Regions from separate parts of the Mus musculus genome. Here region 2 is linked to region 1. The links are chromatin contacts, called in public promoter capture Hi-C maps. All regions are on one chromosome and are shown on one strand. Each heading gives the region's core, a stretch centred on a gene start, on an enhancer-like site or on the middle of the called end of the contact. The rest is flanking DNA. Distances are from core to core; before and after follow the strand shown.

What was found. Promoter capture Hi-C pulls out the DNA fragments that hold promoters and counts their contacts.
Region 2: a promoter capture Hi-C map of second pharyngeal arch cranial neural crest shows a contact between it and region 1. The contact joins the promoter of Nova2 here to the promoter of Pnmal2 in region 1. A contact is called at or near these places in 10 of 39 promoter capture datasets (the HPC-7 cell line, cranial neural crest, embryonic stem cells and 6 more), 1 of 15 datasets of contacts at CTCF or cohesin (stem cell-derived epiblast-like cells), 1 of 484 Hi-C or Micro-C datasets (embryonic stem cells), 12 of 115 datasets of contacts at active chromatin or transcription factors (astrocytes, embryonic forebrain, embryonic hindbrain and 5 more) and 1 of 9 other capture datasets (embryonic stem cells).

What each region holds. Positions count from the first base shown.
Region 1 is chr7:16,939,790-16,946,117 of GRCm38.p6, forward strand. It overlaps Pnmal2 (PNMA-like 2), which reads left to right and starts at 4,893. Exons shown (of 1, transcript NM_001099636.2): 1 at 4,893-6,328. The coding sequence starts at 5,304.
Region 2 is chr7:18,921,031-18,927,936 of GRCm38.p6, forward strand. Nova2 (NOVA alternative splicing regulator 2) reads left to right here and starts at 4,858. Exons shown (of 4, transcript NM_001029877.3): 1 at 4,858-5,134. The coding sequence starts at 5,050.

The DNA of each region.
Region 1 (6,328 bases), core at 3,643-6,142:
AAAGATGTACCACACAAATGTGTGTTTTCTTTTTCTTTTAAAATTTATTTATTATATTTATGTGAGTTCATGTAGCTATCTCCAGAGGGAATCAGGTTCCCATTAGAGATGGTTGTGAGCCACCATCTGGGAATTGAACTCAGGACCTCTGGAAGGACAGTCAGTGTTCTTAACCACTGAGCCATCTCTCCAGCGCCTCTCCCCCTCCCCCTTTATGTTTGTGTGTGATAGGGCTTTTCTGTGCAGCCTTGACTATCCTGGACTGCCTTTGTAGACCAGGGTGGCCTCGTACTCACACCGATTCAACCGGCCTCTGCCTCTGGAGGGCTGGGATTAAAGGCATGCACCACCATGCCAGGCTCACTTGCCATCTGTTATCCCCCTTCTCATTCCTACAGAACCCACTCCTTTCCAGTTAGCCTCTCTCCTACTCTCATTTGGTTGTTGTTTTGTTCTCTATGTGTGTCTATGTGTGTGTGTGTGTGTGTGCTCGTATGAGCTTGCTTGCTTGCATGCGCATGTACAGATCTTGAGCACATAGCCACAGCTGCTATGGTTTTTGAGTTCCTGGCCCCATCACTGTCAGAAGACAGCGTTTCTGGCGCTCGCTCCTCCCCATCCTCAGCTTCTACAACTTTCCACCCCCCTTTATGTGCCTTTCCCTGGGCCTACTTGGGAGGGGACAATTTCTTGGGAGGCTTTGCAAATCTCATTCATGTGTCACTCCACAGCCCGCCTACCTACTCCTTCCTTGTCAGCTGTGATAGCAAATACCACGCAGGCTCTGGAAAATTCCACTCAACACTGGGAAGAGATCGGCAGTGAAAAGGGCAGCTAGTGTTTTTGTTTTAGAATTCTTACTCTGCCATGACTTTGGCATGTTCTCTTTCTCTCCTCCCTCTTCCCTGCTCCACTGTGCAACTCTGTGTGTGTGTGTGTGTGTGTGTGTGTGTAAGTCAAAGGTTGGTGTCAGGTATCTTCCTCAAATCGCTCTCCACTTTTATTCACTTTTAATTAAAAAACCAAATCTTTTAAGATCATTACATTTATATGTGCAGAAATCCGTGTGCACGCCAGGTTACAGGAGGGCTTGCAAGAGTTAGCTTTCTCTTTTACGAGGTGACTTCGGGTATCGAACACAGATCCTTGGCAACAAGCCTCACTACTCACTGAGCCAACTCACTGGCCTTTTACCTTGCTTTTTGATTCGAAGTTTTTCTTTGAAGCTGGAGTTCACTGATTCAGCCAGGTTGGCTGGCCCAGAGTGCTGCAGGATCCTTGTGTCTCTGCTTCCTTGGCACTGAGATTACAAGTGTGCACAGTGGACCTAGCCTTTCTATAGGTACTGTGGGACCAAAGTCAGTTCTTTAAGCTTATGTGGTAACTTCTGACTAACTCATCTCCCCAGCAACTTCCCTCCTTTTTTTTTTTTTTTTTTTTTTTTTTTTACAGTCTGAGACTCATAGCTCAGGTTTGGTATGTAGTGAAAGCTGTCCTTGAATTCCTGATTCCCATTCCTCCATCTCCTGCCATGACAGGGTGGCAGGTGTTAGCATGCCAGCCCTGTGGCCTCATACACAGCTTCGTTATTTTCCTTCCTTAAACATAGGACTTAGAAAAGAATTTCAAAAAACATTTTATATGCTCTTTTCTCCCAGCCGTTTCCATGGGAACCTCAGGGGCTGCAGCTTGGCCAGTCACAGGTCCTTCCTGAATCCAGAGAGGTTAGGACTGCAGAGGAAGTGTCCAGGGAAGCTCTGGAAAGCATACCTGTGGGGCTCTGGATGCTCCTGGCTGGCCCCCACTTAATCCTTTGCTTAGGGAAGCAAGGTTCTAGTCTATCCTTATCCCATGCTCTGGGTCTTCTGCACCCACAAGAGCCTCTGCTTCTTCTACCACACCCTACTTTCTGGGAGTTTCTGGTTTCCTAATTCTCTACCCAAACAAGAAAAACAAAAAAGCAAAACCAAACCCCAGGCTTGGTGGTACATGTGTGCACGCCTCTTATGCCCGGTAAGGACATCGGCTCAGGAGTTCAAGGATAGCCTGGGCTACGTACCTCAAACAGAACAATAAAATGTGAAATTACAAAGACTTAGGCTGGATGTAACTTTGCATACCTGGGATCCTAACTCTGGAGAGGCAGAGGCAGGAGACTTCCAGGCCAGACAGAACAATCTAAAAAGACTTTAAGTGGCCACCCCGACCCCTGGATTTCAAGCTAGTATATGCAGATTGACTGGTGTGCATCACTATGTGAGCAGTGAGTTGCACACTTTATATATTTTTAAAAAAATTTTTACATGTATTTATTTGATCATTTATTTACTTTGTTTTGTGAGTGTCTGGGGTACATGTATATTTGGCACGTAAGTGGGGTCAGAAGACGTCATCCAGCCATGATGATGATTTCTGGTTCTCTCCTTCCGTTCTGCGGGTCAGCAGGCTGCTGACAAATGCCTTAACCCGCGGTGGCATCTTGAAGGTTCTTTTGGGGTGTTTTTGTATTTGTTTTTATTTTTGGTTTTTTGAGACAGGGTTTCTCTCTGTAGTCCTGACTGTCCTGGAACTCACTCTGTCGACCAGACAGGCCTTGAACTCAGAAATCTGCCTGCCTCTGCCTCTCAAGTGCTGGAATTAAAAGCGTGCGCCACCACACCCGGCTGGTTCTTTTAACTACACAGTTTAAATTTTATTTACTACTATTGTTAGTGTGTGTTCATGAGAGTTCATGAGTGGCTGCTGTATGTACGTGTGGGTTAGAGGAATTGAACCTGGGTCCTCAGGTGTGGCAGTCGGCCCTTTACCTGCTGAGCCATCTCCCATGTCCTCAGTCATATGTAAAGATGGGTTAGTTCATTATATGGTGTTCATTTCCATGTGAGCTTTCCCTACAGCTGTCCACAGCAGATGTAAAAACGTATGTGATTTAGGTTTTTCATCTTGTCCTGTGGATCCACTCTAGTGCCTCCATGTTCACACACACATACACACACACACACACACACACACACACACACACACACACACAGTGAAAGAAACAAAAAAAATTTTTTTTGGAACCCAAGTCGATCTGGAGATAATGTAAGCTTTGGGGTTAGATAAGATATTCAGAAAATTCACTTTGGCTTTGTATTAATTAATGATGGTTGCTGTAAAATGCCACATCACACAGGCATTTTGCATTTGAGGCTAGCATGGCGTTTCTGTCTGAGGGACATGAGCAGGGGAAATGGAGAACAGGTAAGCAGTTTGCACAGTGCCCGGTTGCCATGGGAACTGTGCCATCAACCTTTTTTTTTTTTTTTTCTTTACTGACAAAGCAAATAACAAAGCCAGAGGATGGGGGGAACCCAAGGTGGTTTTGTTCTGTTCGTGTTTATTATTTAACAAATGCTTATGTAACCTCAGGCCTGATAAACAGCACACACAGCCGTTGTTCAAGGAGAGGCAACTAAGCCAGCTTCTCTCCCCTCACTCTCATGGGCTGGGGTCTCCAGGAGACCCTTAGGAAAAGGAACAATGGCTGTCACCATTTCACAGAGAAGCAAACAGATCAGGGAAAGTTCTAGAAGATTCTCGAAGTTGCTGCTGAGAAAGCAATAAGGATAGAATATAAATCCAACAGATAGTCTATTCAACTCATAGAGGGAGGGACAGGCAGCTCAAGGGCCTTTAAAGCAATGGACCATGGGTATGGTGGTAGGTGAGAGCTGACCTAAAAGTTGTCCTCTGACCTCCATACATATGCTGTGCACAGGCATGCCCCACCGCACATGCATCGTACATATGCACACACACACACACACACAAATCATAAATAAAACAAAAATTTCAAAATAAAAAATTTGGAATATCTGGGTACAGTGGCTCACACCTATGATCCCAGCATTCTGAGGCAGGAGGATTACCAGGACTTTGAGGCTAGCCTGGGCTACATAGTGATATCCTGTTTCAAAAACCAAACCCCAAAAGGATCCAGGTGTGCTAGCATACAACGTCAATCCAGCATTCAGCAAGCAAAGGCAGAAGGCAGAGGGCAGAGGGCAGAGGCAGAGGCTGACAGATCTCTATGAGTTTGTGGCTAACCTGAGCTACACAGTTCTAGGCTAAACTGGCCTACAAAGTGAGATCCCGTTTCAGAAGCAGAATATAGGGACATCCATGAGTGAAGCTGGTCTCCATGAGTCTGGTACCCACATACTGAGTACCACACACCCGAAATGATACCCCTTGGCTCATAAAGGACAGCTGACCGGGGCGTTTCTGCTTGCTATTGAGGATACGGTAAAACATAGAGCCCGTGTGAGGTTACACCTCCAAAGGACAGTTTGATTTGGGGCTTTATTAATCAGAGGTCTATCTGTCCCGCAGGAATGAGGATGTAGTTCGGTTGGTAGAGTGCTTACGCAGCATGCAGAAAACCCTGGCCCCGAGCCCCAGAGACGTATTAATAAAACAGCGCAGGCTAGACACCACTGAGGCCTGTAATCGCAGGAGGGCGGAAGCAGGAGAATCAGAAGTTCAAGGTCATCCTTGGCTACATGGCAAGTTCAAGGCTAGCCTGGCCTTGCTTCAAAAAACAAAGCCAGAATAAATGACCCTGGTGGAAGCCTCTATTCTTTCCAAGGAGGTGTCTGTCTATCCCTTGAAGTGAGACTGATCACCTTCAGTGGTTTTCACAGTGACTTTGTCTTCCTTCTTGGCTCACTAGTCCCTAAACCCTCCTTCCCACCTGGCCCTTTAAGAGCAGCTGCTGCGACCGTACCCGGGCAGACCCCAGCTGCAGCCTGCAGTGTTACTATGGAGACGGGGACTAGCAGGAGGGGGCGGAGAGGTGATTGGGTCCGCGCAGGCGCAGACCGAGGCTGCCGTTCCGCAGCGGCCCCGCTGAGCGTCTAGACCCGGGTACGCGCTTCACTCCAGACTCCGCGGGAGCACAGGCGAGCCGCTGCTCTCACTCACCCCCACGCCCACCAGGTGCGTTGATCGTCGCCCTCCTGTACTCCACCAGCGGTGTCCAGTCACCTAGGTTGTCAGGGACAAAGGGAAGGGAGGAGCAACCCGGGACAGCCCGGAGAAAGTACACGTAAGCCCCCTGCGGACCCTCGGATTGCCCCGGGGGAAGACCGTTGAGTCCGGCAAGCTAGCAGGTAGCTATAGCCTACAGCCCCAAACCCGGAGTCTGGACTCTCACCCTGCTGGTGGCCTTTCCAGAGTGGGATTGACCTAGCCTGTGTTCAGTAGCCCACCCCTTTCTCGGGCTCCCTCCCGCCTAAGATTAGCCTCCGCCGGGCAGCGCCATGACGATGAACCTTCTGCAAGATTGGTGTAAGGAGCTGGAAGTGGAGGTGCACAGGGCCCTCCTGATCACGGGCATCCCTGAGCGCCTGCAGCAGGCGGACATCGAAGCTACCCTGAGTCCGAACTTGCAGCCCCTGGGCAACTACAGGCTTCGGACTGTGAGAGCTGTAACCAAAGAGAAGTCTCAGGCAGCCCTTGTAGAATTTGGGGCAGACTTCGATCACTCTGCCATACCTATCCACATTAGGGGAGAGAATGGGATTTGGAAAATCCTGAGTAAGGACCGCGGGCAAGATGCGCGGGTCCTTAGGCAGATGAGGCGCCTGTTGCTGGATGAAAGGCCCATGGATGACTTCAGAGAAATAGCCATCCCTCTGGTATTGGAGGCCCAAGCCCAGGCCAAGGGATTAGGGAAGGAGGCCAAGAAGGCTGGCTCCTCTGAAGGGGCAGCTAGGAGCGGCCGTCGGGGCCGTCGGGGAGGCAAGCGCCGATCCAGAAGCCACAAGTTGACGGCTCAGAAGGGCCAGAAGAGGAGCCGGGGAGGGCGGCGAGCCAGGAGTGAGTCGGAAGACTCTTCTGATGACAGCCTGGGTATCGTCATAGAGGAGATCTACGCAGAGGACCTGAGCGTAGATGAAGACCAGAGGGCCCTGTATGCCACGCTCCAAGCAGCTGCCAAAGAGCTCACCAAGAAGTGGGCCTTTCGGGGTGACCAGGAAGAAGGAGATGGCCCCCGAGAATTCTTGGCACTTGTCACTGTCACCGACAAAGCTAAGAAGGAAGAGATAGAGAAAGACCTTCCTGGGACAGAGTCTATCTGCTTAAACATCAAAGACGAAAAGAGCGGGGTTCCTGATTTAGTCGCGCTACTGGCTGTGAGAGATACCCCCGCAGTGGAGGTAGAGACAGAGGTGGATGATGATGATGAAGATGACGAAGATGAAGATGATGAAGATGATGACGAAGATGAAGATGACGATGAAGATGATTCCGACAGCGAGTCTCTGGAAAATGGAGAGCACGG
Region 2 (6,906 bases), core at 3,608-6,107, 2.0 Mb after region 1:
TCCCAAATCCTGAAATGTATGATATTCACTGCAGCTCAAATTGAGCTCTTTGTTTTGCTGGCTTAGGCTGGTGAAATCCTCACCACACCCTCAGCACTGTTATGATTCCCATTTGACAGATGGTGACAGACTCGGAAAGAGCCCAGGCTGGGGAGAGGTCACCCAGCTGGGAGGGAGAGGAAAGGGCGGGGCCAGGCTCTCCCCTGAGCCTGCGCACTCGATACCTGCCCACTTGCCCACTAGTCCCGCCTCTCCGGATCTGCTCCCACCTACACCAAGCGCTAGGAGCCAGCCAGTCCTTAGAGGCCCCTTAGAACTGCTTAGCGCATCCTCCTTACGTCCCAGCGAGCGGTAACATCATCCCCCGTTATGCAGGCTAGAAAGCTGAAGCCTCTCATCCCAAAACAAAAAAACTGCAAAGTCTCTCCAAGAATCCACCAGGCTGCCCACTCCTCCAAACTCCCTCATTGAGAAGCAGAGGAGAAAGATGGCTAAAAATGGGTCCTTGGCTTCCTGGCTTCAAATGCCATCCTTTAAAAACGGTGCTCGGCTGGGGCCTTGGTGGTACAGTCCTGTAATTCCAGCCAGGTACTTCGGAAGCAGAAGCAGGGGAGTTGTTAGTTGAAGGCCAGCCTGGGTAACTTACTGAGATCCTGGGTCAAAAAACATAAAGTAAGCCTGGTGTAATGGCTTCTGCCCTCCTGCCGGTAGTCTCTGCACTAGAGAAGTAGAAGCAGGAGGGTCTCTGTGAGTTCCAGGCCATCCAGGAATACATAAAGAGAATAGAGACACTTTGTCTCAGAGAGAGAGAGAGAGAGAGAGGGAGGGAGGGAGAGGGAGAGGGAGAGGGAGAGGGAGAGAGAGAGGGAGGGAGGGAGAGGGAGAGGGAGAGGGAGAGGGAGAGGGAGAGGGAGAGGGAGAGGGAGAGGGAGAGGGAGAGGGAGAGGGAGAGGGAGAGAGAGACTGACTGAGACTGGAAGTATCATTCAATCATAGAGTACTTGCCTAGAATCTCCCAGTGAGGGGCTGGGGTGTGGCTCAGTGGTAGAGCCCCAGCCTAGAATCTCCCAGTGAGGGGCTGGGGATGTAGCTCAGTGGCAGAGCACCTACCTAGAGTCCCCCCAGTTTGGGTGTGGATCGGCACTAGCTCTCTTGGTTACCATGCACAAGGTCATAGATTCTCTCCCTTAAAAAGCCTTAGTAACTAGGTGGCAGCATTCTCTCCAGGCCTGTTTCCTTTTCTGCAAAAGGAAAATCATAATAATAACCTAACCAAATAGCCATAGTTAAGTCTTAAAACAGCAGTCCATCCCCCTCAGTGTTAGGACATGTTCCCAGCAGCCCTGTGTGATTAGATTGTTTACCCCCAAGCTTGTTTCAGAGAAAGAAAATCTATTGCATTTATTCACATTAAGTTAGAAACTGGGAAGGTTAGACTATGTCTGCCTCCATTTCACTTTTTTTTTTTAATTATGTTTTATGTGTTGTGTGCATGGATGGGGGATGGGAAGTGGGAGGTCAAAAGACAACCTGCAGTAGCCACTCCTATAATGTGGGTCCCAGGGATCAAATCCAGGTCCTTAAGCAGGCTGGCAAGTGATGAGCCCTCTCAGCAGCCCCAGCACGGACTTCTTGCCACCGAATTACAGTTTGATCCTTTACAGTTAAGCATAGATGGGACATTTTCTGAATTAATAAGACACAGAGAGGGTAAGGTTATAGCCAAGTCACCCAGCATGTCAATGACAGACTCAGGCTCCCGTGTGTCCAGTTTGAAGCCCACCTGTGTACCAATGAACTCCTGCATACAGCAGGTTGAAGACGTCCTTCTCCAGCATGGTGTGGGTCTCCAGTGGCCCTGGTCCCTGGACCCTGTCCAGATTGGGTAACCATCCCCCCGAAAGCACTGGGGTGGCACAGATGAAGGGAGAGGGTGCAGCCCCCTCCACCTACCTCTGATTGGGGCCTTACAATCCCCCAGGATTTGGTGCTTGGAAAGCTGACGTTGGGTTGCTATGGTGATGGGTTTGGGGCGGTTGCCATGACAGCAGAACTAGCCTTGGTTTAAAAATATCTAGGAGGAGGTTTGTGTTTGTGTGAGTGTGAGTGCCCGACCAACCATGCTGTTTTGTGTGGGTCCAAACAGGAGTGTTTGGGAGGGCTGGGTGGGACTGGCACTGCAGGCATGACTTGGGGAAAGGGGTGGGGGCATCTCAACACACAGCAACCCAAGTGTGCTGTGTGCACTTGTCGGTGAGTGGTCCTTGAGGTCCACTCATTGTGTATGCCAGACTTTGCTTGTCCTGTATCCAGATGTGCACAGCACCCAGCTTGTTAGGCTATAGCGAAAGCCACTCAGTTTAGACTCCCCATGGCACTGACACGTATACCTTATGTAAGCGAGGTTGTATGTTTCTTGTTGCTTTAATCACGTATGTTTAACTTCTGGGGTGGAGGTTTGGGGGAACAAATTTGGAACAGTGAGTCTGAATACGCCTACATGGGACATATTTGGATATTAGATGTCCCTGCTTTGATATTAAATACACGTCTATCTATTTGTGCGTGGGAGCTTGTGCTGTGGCTTTGGTCTGAATGACTGAATGTGCATTATAGGTGTATGTGTGCGCGCGTGTGTACAGATGTGTTTCGGTAGTCCTCTCCTGTCAGTCTTTCTGAATCAGTATGAAACATGTGCCCTGTGTGACTGAGTACGTATTTTAGTGAAGAACTTCACATTCAATTCTGCAGATGTTGGGAGATGGCATCTGTGCAGTGTGGGTCTGTGAGATTCTAAGGTCCTAAGGTGTGGATCTCAGCCCAACCTCAGTATTTCCCTGCATCCCCTCTTGCCTCTTCTCCGTCTCCATGGCAACCAGCTCCTCAGCTCCCTCCAGGAAGATAGAGGGGGAGGATCCAGTCTGCAGTGGACCACAACCCCCTCCCATCCCCCTTGGCTGAAGTGACAATGGGGGGAGGGGACAGATGGGCGTCCACCTCATCCACCCCAGGCCATCTGCTGCCTCTACTGTCCTGGAGACCTGAGAGCATAGCATGGGAGGGGCAGGTGGGGTGGAGGAGATCCCAGTGCCACAGACTTCCCCCACCCCCAGCTGCCACAGTTACCCCTTCGTGGACCCCTCTGGGGCTAAACTTGCCTCTGACCAAGCTAGAAAGGAAGGAAGCCTTGGGGACCAGAAATCCAGGGAGCAGAAAACGCATATATCTGAGAACACAGAATATTGGCAACAACCCACTCCGAGAAGAACCTCCTATGGCTTCAGGCTCTGGAATTAGACTTGTCCTCTGTCCAAATCCCAGTTTTCTCTCTGTCTAGCCGTGTGCCCTTGGAAAAGCCTCTCTGCAGCCTCCATTCTGTCATCTGAAAAATCAAAATCTTCTAACGAGTGACCAGAATGATAATACTTACTCTACAAAGCACTAAGGCCGTTTTGTTCTGTGCTGTGTCCCAGGGTCTAGGGCAGTATCTGTCACTCAGTGGGTGGGCCGTCAGTACCGTTGATAGGACCTAGCGCCAGTCAGGCTTCTGTGGCAGTTACTTGCTGTAACTTGATTTCAGTCGCAGGAGCCCGACAGCAGTCTTAGGTCCACTCTTCATGGAGAGATGGACCATCCAAAGGGGGAATTTCCTTGCTGACAGTCAGATGACATGAAGGTACATTTCTCATTTGACCCCTACCCATTGTTTCCTCTTCTTTTCTCTTTTGTTTGTTTTGTTTCTTGTTGATTTGGTTGTTTGTTTTTTTTTAAACAAAGGGTCTTACATTGTAGCCCAGCTTATCCTTAGATTCAAGGCAATTCTGCCTCATACTGTCAAGTAGTGGGATACATGAGTGAGCGCCAAGCTTGGCTGCTTCGGCTTCCTAAGACTCAGTGTCCTCATCTGTAAGACAGAATACTAAAAGTATATCCTATCGTTTTTCCCCGGTGGGATTCAAGTAAGAATCTCTTAGAACCACTCCTGGCACATGGCAAGTGCACAAGTGATGCTCATTAGGAGCAAAAGGTAGCTAGAGATGCCATGCACATCCCTCTAATCCCAGCGCTTGGGGGGCCAGGGAATGGAAACAGCAGAATCAGGAGGTCAAAGCTAGCCTGAGCTACATAGTGAGTTCAAAGCCAGCTTGGGCTATATTACACTCTGTCCAGCCACGCCCCTCCGCAAATAAAAGGGTGAAGGGTAAGGAAGGAAGGCGTGGAGGAGCCTCGCGGTCCTTATTATACCCTGCAGGGGGGGGTAGTCAGGTCTGTAGCGTCCAAGCGTGATGGGCGTGGCCCAGGCTTCAAGGATGGACCAATGGGGGCGCAGAAGGGCGTGGCCTTGACTGCCATGGGCGTGACCTTGCGCGGGTGGGAGGGGCCAGGACGCTGTAGGAGCCTAGCTGAGAAGATGCTCGGGCCAGCAACCACCACCAGCAGCCCGGTCTCTGCTGCTGCCCTCGCCCGCCGCCCCCCGGGCCCCCACTAGCGACCGCCTCCGCTTCTTATCTCCGGCCCCCCGCCCTGAGCAGGGCCTTGGGAGGGGGGCTCGGCCCCTCGCATCTGTGGGGAGCCCTCAAGAAAGGGTACAGAGAGGGTGTCCTGTCTACACCTCTGCACCCCACTGGCTCAGTGACCGGCTTCGGTGATCTTTGAGAGACCAGGACCCCACCCCTCAGTTCTCCATCCCAGACCACCCCCCATACCCTCTCCACCCTGCTCCCCTCCGTCCTCCAGCTCTGTCAGCGCTTCCCCCCCCCAGCCCCCTCCCGCTTCCCTCCCCGCCGCTCCCCTCCCCCTTCCTCGCCGCCCCCTCCCCTCCCCCTCCCTCCCCTCCCCCTCCTCCGCCCCCCCACCATGAGGATGATGGCCGCCGGCGCGGTGCACGGCCTCTTCACGGCCTCCGCGGCCCCGCAGCCGCCGCCGCCCCCGCCGCCGCCGCCGCCGCCGCAGCCCCAGCCTCCCCAGCAGCCGTCGCCGCCGCCACAGCAGCCGCCGCCGCCGCCGCAGCCGCCGCAGCAGCAGCAGCCGCCGCCCCAGGCCCCCCCCATGGAGCCCGAGGCCCCGGATTCCCGCAAGAGACCCCTCGAGACGCCCCCCGAGGTGGTCTGCACCAAGCGCAGCAACACGGGAGGTGAGGCAAAGCTGAGGGACCGCGGCGTGGGGCGTGGGGGGGGATCGCGCGCCGAAGGGGGCATCGCCGTCCTCCATCATCCCCCCCCATCCCTGGCTGGCAGGTGCAAGTGCTTCAGGGAGGGGAGGGGCACCCCTCCGCGAGGAGATGGGGACCCGGACGGACCCCTTTCTCTTGTCGCCGAGGCCCCGGGGGCTGAGAGCTTTGTCTGCGACGAAAGGGGCTGGGGGGGAGGGGGTGGTAAGTGTCCTTGTGGTGTATGAGGGAACCAAGGATGAGGGGCGTGGGTCCCTTCTGGGCCAGTGTGTCCTTGAGGGGTGTGTGATGTGACCCTTTCGGGGCAGGGGTGTTCCCTCGGGCTTGCGTGTCCCGGTTGGGGGAGGGGAAGGAGTAGAGTCAGGCCTGTGGACCGAGAGCTTCTGAGCCTCACTCCCTGGGGATGTCCTGAACAAGGGTTGTCCCGGAAAGGGGCGGGTGTGGACAGTATGCAGGACCGTGCATGGAGACAGACTGGGTGGGTGTGTTGGGTGACATGGAAGAAAGGGTGGGTGTGTAAAACTGGAGGGGAAAGAGATGGAAGGCTAGGACAGGTGTGTATCCGTGGTGGGTCGTGTAGGGCCTGGATATGTGACATTAAGGGACCATGGATGTGACGGGGTAGGGGTGTGTGAGTATGTGTGTAAAAGAGAGCCGGATGTGAGGTCCTCCAAGGGAAGGTGCTTACCAGCCCGGAGGGGGCTCTTGTCCTGTGACACACCAGTGAGAGGGGGTGTGTAACATGCAGGGGGGTGTGTAGGGAGGCAGAAAGGATGGACTCTGGGTGTGAACCGTGAGAACATTCGTGGACCGGGAAAAGGGGTTCTGTGTGGGGGATACCGCTGTGTATAGGGTGGAGTGGGACCAGTAGAAGCTGGTGCTAGGATGTGACATGGAAAAGGGTGTAGGTGTGACTCTAGAGAGGCTGGGTGTGACACATGGAGGTGTGCAATAGTGACATCAGAGGGGGGTGTGTAACTGGGGGGGATGGGGGGATGAAAAGGGAGAGCTGGGGCTTGTGGTTCAGTGAAACCCATGGAGGGTGTGTTCCCAAGGAAATCGGGGGGAAAAATGGAGTTCCAAGCGACTGGGGACATATGCTTAAAACACCCTGGAGCTTGGAGTTGTGTGACACCCAAAACTGTGTAGATGTGTATAAGACAGAGAGCTCTGTGTAGAATAACTGGGTGTGTCACGCTAGAGATGTGGGGGAGATGCAGGGTGTACAAGAGCAGAGGACATGGGTGTGTGCACACGTGTATGAGGCAGCTCAGTGTTAGACGCCTCGGAGATGTGTCAGCTGCACAAAACGGGCCCTCTACGTGTGCCATCCGGGAGAGGTGTGCACAGCAGAGAAACACAAGCCAAGCACAGGACTCCACTTACTATCCTCGATGTTAGGGAACAAGTAGGGCATGGGAGAAGAGGGATCCTCAGGGCGCTTCGGATCTCTGATAAGAAGACCCAAAAATATAATATACAGATTGATTCTCCCTCATGAGTGCCCTGTTCAAAATCCCCTCCTAATCTTGTTCTTGTCTTCAACAAACAGTATAATATCCTCCAGCCTGGCTTAGGTGCCCACTTCCCACCCAGGCATATGCACAGGCTCCCACTTCTTGCTCTCACCCCCTCACCTCAAGCCAGGTGGGACAGGATCCCAAGTTCCTTTGGATCCATGGGAGGGTGCTCAGCAGAAATTGAAGGAAAGGGAAGTTGGGGGAGGGGTGGAAGAG